Linked DNA regions of Pan troglodytes: region 2 is linked to region 1. A link is a contact called in public HiChIP or PLAC-seq data. All regions are on one chromosome and are shown on one strand. The core of a region is the stretch at or near the end of the contact, and the rest is flanking DNA. Distances in the headings are between cores, read along the strand shown.

The links. HiChIP or PLAC-seq counts read pairs in DNA pulled down with a chosen protein or histone mark.
Region 2: a contact with region 1 is called in an H3K4me3 HiChIP or PLAC-seq map of stem cell-derived excitatory neurons, with 10 times the contacts expected there. The contact joins two enhancer-like sites. A contact is called at or near these places in 1 of 7 Hi-C or Micro-C datasets (stem cell-derived neural progenitor cells), 1 of 1 datasets of contacts at active chromatin or transcription factors (stem cell-derived excitatory neurons) and 1 of 1 other capture datasets (stem cell-derived neural stem cells).

Annotation. Positions count from the first base shown.
Region 1 is chr1:176,494,556-176,499,762 of NHGRI_mPanTro3-v2.0_pri, forward strand. No RefSeq gene overlaps it. Among named protein-coding and RNA genes, the nearest start is that of ACOT11, 59 kb to the left of the region's middle. Within about 2 kb of position 2,971, at least 21 of the 24 cell types and tissues checked have an H3K27ac peak or open chromatin away from gene starts, as enhancers often do. A contact at or near this core is called in stem cell-derived excitatory neurons and stem cell-derived neural stem cells, where this site is marked.
Region 2 is chr1:176,764,587-176,770,207 of NHGRI_mPanTro3-v2.0_pri, forward strand. The region is part of intron 6 of MRPL37 (mitochondrial ribosomal protein L37); the gene reads right to left. Among named protein-coding and RNA genes, the nearest start is that of MRPL37, 20 kb to the right of the region's middle. Within about 2 kb of position 2,100, at least 6 of the 24 cell types and tissues checked have an H3K27ac peak or open chromatin away from gene starts, as enhancers often do. A contact at or near this core is called in stem cell-derived excitatory neurons and stem cell-derived neural stem cells, where this site is marked.

The DNA of each region.
Region 1 (5,207 bases), core at 1,721-4,220:
TTTGCAGAGAAGGGCTGGAGTTATCCACCTCAGTCTCCCCAAAGCCGGGCAGGACCTGACCGATGACCTGTGTGAGCCCAGGGAGCGTGGCAGGCTCCAGAAGTCACATGCAATGTCACCAAGACAGAAAATCTGTGTCAGGGAGAGACTCCAAATAAGGCTGCAGAGGCAGGCAGGTCCAGGTGCCAGAGGATTGGCCATGAGGGCAGCAGGAGGCAGGGCCAGGCCGGGCTTCACAGGAGAGGTTCCCAGACAGTATTGGAGGAAGGCCTTGAGGGGACAGTTTAGAGTCCCTGGGAGATCAGGGGACAGTGGCTGAGGAAATGGGATGAGAGATATTTAAGGGGAGAAAGGCCCAGACTTGGTGCCTGAGTGCTCGTGGGCAGTGAGGGAGAGGGAGGACTCCAGATGACTCCCAGAGCAGTTCCCCTGGTCTCTAGGGACAGGGAGGATGCTAGCAGCAAGCTCGGACACCAGTTACCTTGGACACAAATAACCCCTAGGGACTCTGCCCCTGCCAGCGCAGAGCTGCAGCCTCTGACAGCGCCTCAGCAGCAGCCAGCAGCGCCCCAACCCCGTCTTCCCCAGGGGTTGACTTGACGCTCTGCTGGCTCCGTGCCCATGGCTCCCTCCCGCAGTCAGCTCTGCGCCTGCCAGGAGGGGAGGGGAGGGGAGGGAGGGAGGGAGGGAGGGAGGGGCGGCTGCAGGAGCCCTGCAGGGAGGGAGGAAGGGAAGGCGGGAGGAAGCCAGCCTGCAGACCCCAACCTAGAAGGGAAGGAGAGGAGAGGGCGTGGCAGACCAGGAAGGCGGGGCCGTACTGTGTCACCACCCACTGGGAGTTGCCAGACGCCTTCTCCATCCTCTTGCTACCAACTATTCTAGAAATGGGGAAACTGAGGCCCGGAGATGGCAGCTGTTTAGAGGCCAAGAGCCCAGATTTCAGCAAACTCAACCCTGCTGTTGGATTACCCCTGCCCCGCCACCAGCCTGGAGCAGCCACCTCAACCCGGCTCTGGCAGGGATGACTGTAGAATACCACAGGGCCCCAGAGCAGAAAGCTGGCCTGCTAATTGACCCTAAGGTTCAAGTCCCCCAAGTCCCTATGGTCTAGAGGGCTGGGGGAAAAAAAGGGCTGACTGAGCAAGTCCAGACCTCTCTGATTTCTCGTTTGTAAAATGAGAGCGGTGATGCCTCTCTGACAGGGAGGCATCAGTGTCAGAGGAATCAGAGGACTCCGTGGGCCCAAAAAATCCACGGGGCCCCAGATGACAACCAGGAGGACTAGATTCAAATGTCATATCCCTGAGAAAATCATTCCCCTCTCTGAGCCTCAGTTTCCCCAACTGCACAATGAGGGGACTCAGTCAATGATCTTAAGTTCCCATCCATCACTGAGAGCCTATGGGAAACTGTCTGCCGAAGTTTTAAATTCTAGAGCAAAAATACAAACCCTACTACTATATCTCCCCAGCTCCCTAAACTGGCACTTGAAGGCTCTCCTCTGGCCTGTCACTGGTCTGCCAGGGGGTCACGGTAGCCCTGCCCAGGTACTCCCCGGCTCCGCTGGCCGGTGAAACACTGAGGGCCAAAGTAAAGTCCCTGGTCCCAGGGCTAGACCCAAACCTCCAGACCCCTCGCCGCCCCAGCTGCAAACCTCCGGCGGCGGCCCCTAGGGGGCAGTGTTGCCCCGAACTTGGGCCGTGGCCGCCACTGCCCCCGCCCGGCTCAGCGCCGGGAGAATACTTGAGTTCTGGGAATGTTGGACACCCCCCCGCACACACACCGCCCCCCGCTGCCGGCCCCAGCCCGGGGGCTCCCGCGCTGCGCGCAGCCGGCTCGGTGCGGACTTGCTGCTGGCTCCCCACCTCTCCCAGCCGAATGCAATTCTGGGCACAGGGTTTTTGTTTGGGGTTGGTTTTTTTTTTTTTTTTTTTTTTTTGGCCGGGGTTGGGAGCAGGCATTCGGCTCGGGCTGCCTGCGCGGACTAGGATGTCTGAGCTCAGAGACCCGTGGGAGAAATTCGAGGGGCGAGGGGGCTTGTTCTTCCAGTAACCTGTCAGCTGCTTCCCCCGTCTCCCCTTTATCCCCCTGTCACCCCTCCCCGATATTTGATGGGCATCCACCCCGTACCACCTACCCCAGATCCATCTCCGGGGATCCCCCAACCCCGCCAGGAAGCGCCCCGGGGTGGGGGGTACTGCAGTGCGTGATGTTTCCACCCCACCACCAGCCTCGCTTCCCCAGCTCAAACCCAGGCCCAGGGGCCAGGACACAGCCACGATCTGAAGGGTAGCGTTTGAGGGGGGCGACTCCTGCTGCGAATTTCCCCCACCCCCAGCCGTGAGCCGTAAAGTCAGGGGCTGGAGCATAGACGGTAAAGGGGAAAAGAAGGAAACCCCCATTCAAGTTTGGTCCAACGGTTTCATGGGGAGGGGGGCAAGTAGGAAGAATTTTTAAGCCCTGAACCCACAAAGCAGACTTTTTAAAAAATTGTAATTGAAAACATCTCGAAGTAAGGGCTGCCAGAAGCGGGCCCACTCCCCGCCCCCCCGCCCCAACCCCCTTTCCCGCTCCCCGGAGTCCGATGAAGTCATGATAAGTAGGCTGCAAAAAGAAAAAAAAAAAAGTGGGGGGTAGGCTGGGGGGGTGAGGGCACAGGGGTCCCAGGCTGGGGCCCCGCGCGGACACAGTTTGGATACTATGGTTACGCGATCCGACCCAAACAGCGAAGGTGGACAACAATAGCGGCCGCCAGAGGAGGAAATTCCTTCCGGGGTGGACGGCGCGGGGGGAGGGGCGCCTGGCTGGAACGCCGAGGCGGCGGCTCGGCCAATCAGCGCGCGGCCGCCGGCGGTTTCAAGGTGCCCCGCGCCGCGCGCCCCCACCCCCCCCGCGCGCTCCGCTCGGGCGCTGGAATTGCTGAGACGTTTCCCTGCACGCGCCCGGGTAACCCTGCGGAGGCTGCTGCCCGGGCCGACGCCGCCCCCCCAGCGCCGCCCCAGGCGCCGAGCCTACAGCCCGGGGAAGGCCGAGAGTGGCGCTGCAAGAGTTGCTTGTCCTCGAGGGAGGTGGGGGGAAAAATCCCTACAAACCACCCCCTGTCTATGTGTTTGGTTCCTGCACAAGCCTGTTTTCCATTTTAAAGCATGTCTCAAGAAAAATCAGAGGGAGAGAGACAAGGAGAGAGAAGGTCCACCGACAGCTCTAGAAGCTTGGGAGGACCTGACCCCTGCTTCCCGGTCTCCGAGGCTGTTATATAATAAGTTGGGTTATTGATATTGGCGGTCTTGCCCGGGCATCCGGGATGCAGAGGTCCAAGGGCAAAGCTGCTATCTAAAACCCCCTCACCACCAAGTTCATGTGATCTGGCTTGCAGTGGGCTCATCGAAACCAGGGGCTCCCCTTCGCCGGCATCTGGGTTATTCATGCGGTGCCCAGTGGGGTGACGGTAGCCGTTTCTCCCCAACCTGCCAGAGATTCTGTGCCCCAAGTCCCTCTCTTTTGGAAACCCCGGACTGGCTCTCAATCCTCTTTCCCAGCGGCCAAACCCTCAACCGCGCCTCCTCTCTCTCTTGCTCTCCTGCCAACTACCCAACGCCGGCATGCTGGGCACTGCGAGCGCCACATCGATCCCGTTCCTTTTTTAAGCCCCTGAACCAGGTTTCTGCTTTCTGATGCCTTCTGGGCACAGGGCACCACTTCGATGAGGAGTACAGGCCGTTTTATTCACTGCGTATTGAGACACTTCTCTGAAAGGATCTAATGTTCAAAAAGTATTTTTGCCTCTCCACTCTCTCTCCCTCTCTTCATATATAATGGGGATAGCCCTAATTCTCCCGTTCCTCGTGTGTCTCTTTATAAATAAATAATGCGATTTTATTAATTATGCACGTACACTATCTCCAAGCAGATTGCTGTGTCTCTTGATGCTTAATAAAAAAAAAAAAAAAAAAAGGAAAAACCCTCTACACTTAAAGCTGTTTTTCCCCTACTGCAAGCAAACAAAAACTTCAAGGGGCCATATGTCCTCAAAACGGGGAGAGGAAGACAGAACTTGGGGAGAGCGTGGGCAGGGAGAATCTAAAGGAGGTCCTGTGCAGGCTTTCAAGGCAGCTAAAGATGGATTTCAATTCGCCCGCTTCATGCTTGTGATTGAGCTGCGGGTCTGAAAACATACCAAGGTTCACTTGGGCATTTGTGCGCTAAGGAGGGATGGGCAGCCGCTAATGGTAAACAGGAAACCAGTGAGAAGAGAGCTGGCGGCAGCCCAGTCCCTCTCTCAATTCGGTGCCCCTCCTCAGAGCCCCTGAACCCCTGAGCTCTCAAAACACACTTGGTTTCTGTGCATTTGTGCATCAACAATCTCCTGAATGCCCAACATAATTCCTGGCACATAGTAAGGGCTCAACAAATATTTGCACATTGAATGAATGGAGTGTGGAAAACATAAAGGGGTTAGGAATAGGCTAGGTCTTGGGACCCAGGCCTAGCAGGGGCAGAAGCTGGGGCTTTTTATCCCTCAGACAATTTGGGGAGTGGGGGACCTGAAGCTTTCTGGCCAAAGAAGTGACAGAACAGAGCTGAGTGTTAAAAAGCAAAGAGACCAGAGGGCAGAGAGAGGTGCAGTAATACCAGCAACGTTAAGCAGAGTTAGTGTGGCCAGGGAGGAATGGACACAGAGATGGTGAGGTGGGGTGTGGTGGGGTGGGGGCTCCTCAGTCCCTTTAGTACATGCAGATGAGGGAGTGGGAGGGGATCAGAAGTGAGCTTTGTTTTGAAACATTGTGGTTGCCAGGCAGGTGCAGTGGCTCACACCTATAATCCCAGCACTTTGGGAGGCTGAGGCAGGGGGATCACCTGAGGTCAGAAGTTGTAGACCAGCCTGGCCAACATGGCGAAACCCTGTCTCTACTAAAAATACAAAAAAAAAAAAAAAAAAAAAAAAATTAGCTGGGCATGGTGGGGGTACCTCTAATCCCAGCTACTTGGGAGGCTGAGGCAGGAGAATCGCTTGAACCCGGGAGGCGGAGCTTGCAGTGAGCAGAGACTGTGCCATTGCACTCCAGCCTGGGCGACAGAGCCAGACTCTGTCAAAAAAAAAAAAAAGAGAGAGAGAGAGAAAGAAACATACATTGTGGTTCCAGTTATGAATAGCAAGGCTGTGTGGGAATAGGGATTAAGGGGTGCAGAGATGCGATGCAGAGTCT
Region 2 (5,621 bases), core at 850-3,349, 270 kb after region 1:
TGCCCAGCCAGGGCCTTTGTTCCTGCTGGCCCCTCCTCCTTCCCACTTGCCCTTCAGAACCTAGCTCAGATGGCCCCTCCTCCTGGAAGCCTTCCAGGCTGGGGTAGCTCTCTCCCTGGGTCCCCACAGCCTGGTTCAGTGTATGCCTCCCCCATCAGGCTGGGAGCTCCTCTAAGCCAGGGACAATGTAAGAGCCCTCTTCGTCCTGAGAATTGCCAGCACAGGTCCTGGTGCCCAGTAGGTGCTCGATGAGTGCTCTTGGAATAACTGGATGTTGTTGAGTAGCCCCAGAATGTGCTCAGTGGCACCCCTCCCTATGGCATGCTGTCACCTGTGGGTGGGTAGGTGCCCAGGTGTGGGGAAGGAGGTGGCCTTTGTGGGTACCTGCTACTGCCAATCCAAAGGAGACCACTCTGGCCGTGTCCACCCAGTACCCCAGGAGCTCCCGGAGGGCGGGGACCATGTCTCCCTCATTCTGTAACTCGCTCCCAGCACAACACCTGGTACACAGTAGGTGCTTATTAAATGGGCTGCCCCCAAAGGAGGTCTACGGTGAGGGACCTCAGGGCTCAATCTCCAGTCTGGACCTATTCTTGGGTTCCATCATTGGCCTAGCTGGGGAGGAGGAGATCCATGGGTCTCGTGTACACGTGTGTGTGTGTGTGCACATGTCTGAGTGTGTGGTGTGTGGGAGTGTGACTGCATGTGTGGGAGTGTGATGTGCCTGTATGCATGTGTGTGCGCATGTATGCCTGTGCACGTGTGTGAGAGTGAACATGGCAGGGGCCATGTTGCTCTGACAAGCTGGCCTCTAAGGGATGGAGGTCCTGCCCTGGGCAGCACGCCCCCCTGGATGCAGTCTTTGGATATGAGGAGATGTATTCTGAGGGGAGAGGGTCCCTGGACCGGGGGTCTTCCAGCAGTGAAGCAGGTAGGCCTTGTGGGTCATGGACATCTGAGTGTCCATGTTAAAGAGAGAGTCAAGACAATCGGGTCACCTGCATGCTTTCTGAGACTTTCACCCACAGCAAAAGAGGAACCAGGGAGATGCTGTCTAAAGCCTGAGAGGATCCTGTCCTGCTCCTGTGGGTTGTCACAGAGCCTCTGCCAAACACTTGCCCCAGGTCCAGCCTGAGCCAGCTTTGGGAGAGAATAGAGAGCAGCCTAAAGTGAGGTCCCCTCAAGCAAGTCCACCTTTCCACCTGGCTTCTAAGAACTCCAAACCCATCAACTTGAAACCTTGGCGAATGGAGCCTATTTGATCCAAAGGTGGGGAAACTTGGAAGGGAGGTGCTGTATCCCCATTTTGCCAGCGAGGAAGTGGAGGATCTGACAGGGCAGCTGGAATACAGGAGGGGAGAAGTGGCTTTCCCCCAGGCCAAATTAGAATTCCCTTGCCACTGAAGCTTGCTGGAAATGAACTGAAGAACTTTTGAATGGATCAACCAGGAATTTAAATATATGAGACAGTGAAAAATATGTTCACAATGGGAATGTCACCATTTCATTTCCAAAAGTCTGCTGCTGGAAGTTCCTCTCGTGGGGTTTCGCTATCCAGCATGACCCGGCGCAGCACTCTCCCTGCAGCGTGCTCCTCCTGCTCCTTCACCAGCTCACTGGCTGGGGAGCCTGTACTGGGCGGGAGGCTGGCTGAGGCCCTCAGGTTCCGCTGCATCACTTCCTCTCCTGCGTTGAATGAGGGAGTGAGGACGAAGCTGGTAGACATTTGGGATTTGGAGAAGCAAGGACCTGTCTGTGGAGGGGGCAGCTGTCATGACACACGAGCTTCCCAGCTCTTCACACTGCATCATGTGGTCTCTAAGCCTGTTTCCTCATCTCCATGGGGACAATAAAAAAACCGCCAGTCCTGCCTGCCCCACTTTGCAGATCAGCTGTACTTTGCAGCTCCCTTGACACAAAAGTGTAGTTGGGTTCCAGGCTCCACAACTTAGCACTAAGGCCAGCATCCGAGCTGTCCTCATTCAGGGTGGGTTGGGAGGACAGGCTGCCCAGGCCTGCCCGGCAACCCTGGCCCCCTTCCAGGCAGTCCTCAAGCTACAAGGTCATCTGCTGATGGTCCGCTTACTCAGAGCCTCCGTCCCACTCGCTCAGGGCTCAAGTTCACCTCACCCTCCCTCCTCTCCAAGCAGTCTCCAGGGGCTTCAGCCTGCTCAGGATCACGCCAAGCCATCACCACCACTTGCCCCAGGATCCCCGCAGTGGCCTCCAGCTGGACTCCCTACCACCATCCCACCAGCTCCTCCTCTGTACTCCCAACAGAGTGTTGTTTAAAAAAAAAAAATGTTTGACTCAGCAATTCCACTGCTAGGAACTTACTTACCCAATGGCTCTGCTGGCAAAACTACTCTAAGATACATGAACGAGGGTGCTCACTGCAGCATTATTTCTAATAACAACTGGAAACAACCCGGACTGCCATCAACAGATACTAATGTGGCTGCTCAAAAGAACGAAGAGATCCTATGTGGTGATGTGGCAAGAGCCTACAATCCAGAGACATCAGGTGAAAAAGGAAGTGCAGAACAGGCTGTAAATAGGATGACTCTTCAGTCATGTATATATGTGTGTTGTTATGATACATACACATTTTCACCAACAGCATGGAAGAAACTTGAAGCTCTGTTAACCTTAGAGAAAAGGACTAGCTAGGGACCACCTTGGGTGGGTCGACTTATCTTTCCCTGAACTCTGAACTTTTATCATTTATGTATAATTGTTTCCTGTCTGTAAAATAAAAAGTAAAATGGGCAGCAGGGCTCAGAGTACCCGGAGCCCCAGGTCAGCTGCCCTAGGAGGTGAGGTGCTTGGTGTTCAGGCCCCTCCCAAGCTGGCCACTCCAGCCCCAGCCAAGCCTCCGGCCTCCCCACTTCCAGTCACTTCCTGTCCCCATGGTCCTCTGTGCCTTGCTGCTTTTCCTGCTAATCCCTCAAGCCTAAAAAGTAAGCTTTCAAGTGGAAAGAGCCCAAGCCTGGGAGGCAGAGACACAGGCTGGACGCCACTTTGCCACTGCCTAGCTGAGAGCTCCTCCAGCTGCTGGAACTTCCCACACTAACTGCTCTCAGCAGTCCCTCAGCAGGAATTACAGACCAACAAAGCCACCTCGCCCAAGGTCCCACCCGCTGTCAGGAAGCAGCACATATCCAATGGCTGGTGCCAGGCCAGGGGTGTTTGTAGAAGGCTCAACTCCCTTGCCTCTGGCTCCAGAGTGCCCATGAACTGGGTGAGGCCTCAGATGCAGCCACACTGAGCTTGGGCCCGCCACCCCCACCTGCTGCTGCCTTCGCTCTCCACAGGTTCCTGTCCTAAAGGTTCTCCCCAAATAAAAGTCTCTAAGTGTTTCCTCGGGAAGCTGACCTATAGCACCAGGTGGGTGACCTTGGGCAAATTCCTTAAATTATCCGTGTTTTCTTCTTAGGGCCCACAACAGTGCATGGCACATGCTAGGCATGCAATATTTTTCTTGAATATGGAAATGACATTTACCTTGTAAGGGGTGTGTGCAGATTAAATATGCTATGTATCAGGTGCTTGGCATGGCAGCAGTGTCTGGCACAGATCAGGACTTGACATTATTTGGACAGAGACCAGCTGAACCAGGGGTGTACTTGCCCCATTAACCAGGATACGAGGGAGAAATCTACAATAAATATGCTAGCGAGATTTTCTGCAGTCATTGTGGAATGTGTCCACAATTTAAATAATGCCATAAGAACCTAGTGACCATCAGCGTATCTGCCATGTGGCAGACACTACACACACATAACCCAGAGTCTTCAACGCCAGGTAAGTCACATTAGCCCCAGGTTTCAGATGAAGAAATGGAAAGAGACAGATGAAGATCCTTATCTAAGATCACAACATGGGTCAAGGGCAGAGCTGGGCTTCAGCTGGGGCAGGTCAGGCTCCAGGGCTTGGACTTGTGTGGGCGCCCTTCCCGATGGCACCCTCATACCAAACACAGGCTTCAGTGCAACGCAAGGGCTCTTTATTGTCAGCGAGAGCAGCAGGCCAAACGGGCACTGAGGCTCCACGGGGCCCAGGCCCTCTTCCATGGAAGAGAGGCAAGAGGGGTTTCAGGATTCAGAGGGGTCCTCCGCTCACACAGCACCATGCAAATACAGAGCTAAAAACTTTCTGAATGTCTCTGGCTTGAAACCAACTGGCCCAACAGGTTCCTGGAAAGAACACAGTTCATTAGGATCCTGCTACTAGGTTTAATGGCAGCAACTACAACAAAGATTGGATTGAAGTAAATCTTCAGTGCCTGGACAGTAACTTTCTTTTTCTGACATCGTCTCTCTCTCGGACTAAGAAGGGGCATTGAGGGGCTGTAGCCTGGGAGGACAGGAAGCATTCCCAGCCCCCTTCAGCCAAAACAACTGTTGACGCTGCTCTGCTCCTGAGGCCCTCTCACTTCAACCACCAGGAATGATGGTTGAAATGGGCTGCTGCCCTCTCTAATCCCAGGGACAATCATCCCTCACCCATTCCACACACATTTATTGGGCACCTGCTTGCTTTCTGCTGGGCCTATATCCTGTGCTGGAAACAGACACAGCAGTAACTTGACTCTGGTTCCTGTCCTCAAGGAGCTTACAGTCAGCTGTTCAAATAGTGAAAATGAAAGGAGACAGACCCCACTGCAGAAGTAGGAAAAAGAAGAAAGCAGGAAGAAATGACTGACTTGCCAACATTTATACATGGAAGGGTGAGCAGAATGGGGCAGAAAGAAAAAGAAAAGGAAGGAGACTTCAGAAAACCCAGCACATGCAATAGAAGAAGTAGAAATGAAGGCAGGAAGGGCAAGATCAGGCTGGAGCCCAGGGCGAATGCTGAGGGGTGGAGCGGCAGGAGATGAGGCTGCAGAGGTGAGGAGAAGCTGTCTCCAAACCACAACAGGCCCAGCCCTGAGTCAGTATCCTGGAAGGGAGAGGCTGAGGGAAGAGAACCTGAAGACACAGAGTGAGGAGGGAAAACCTGACTAAGAGCAGAGAGCACGGAGGTGGCTGGTGTGACTATGCAGGTGAACTGAGGGTGTCTGGGGCCAAAGCAAAGGGCACAGACCCAGCAGGCATTTCAGGTGGAAACAGCACTGAGAGCTGCTGGAGAACCAGTTCAAGAACGGACCTGCTGAGAATGTTCAAAGGCTCAGCGACTCCATTTAGCAAGCCCATACTCAGGCCTGTGTGGGACCTAGTTGGTCCCAGAGCAGGCAGTACCCCTACTCCGCTTTCGCAGTCCCTGACCCTGCTGTAGGTCTCTCCAGGGTGCATATTACTGCCTGATGCTCTATCAGGAATTTATTTAGATACTGCTACTGCCCACTACACAGAGAGCAGGCCTGGACCCTGTCAGCTGAGCAGTGGGGTGCAGCACAATGGTGCCGCAGGAGGAACTCCATATCTGTGGGATGAAACAAAATGAATGCATCCCCAGACCCTGCCCTCAAGGATCTAGGAGCTTGGAGTTCTGTTTGGTGGAGGAAAAAAAACATGTGAAGAGGTTCTACGCACAGCAATGTGATCGTGCTCTGATGGGGGAATACGGAGGCCAGGGCAGCCCACCTGAGGCACTTAAGTGAGGGTTGGGATGGGGACGGT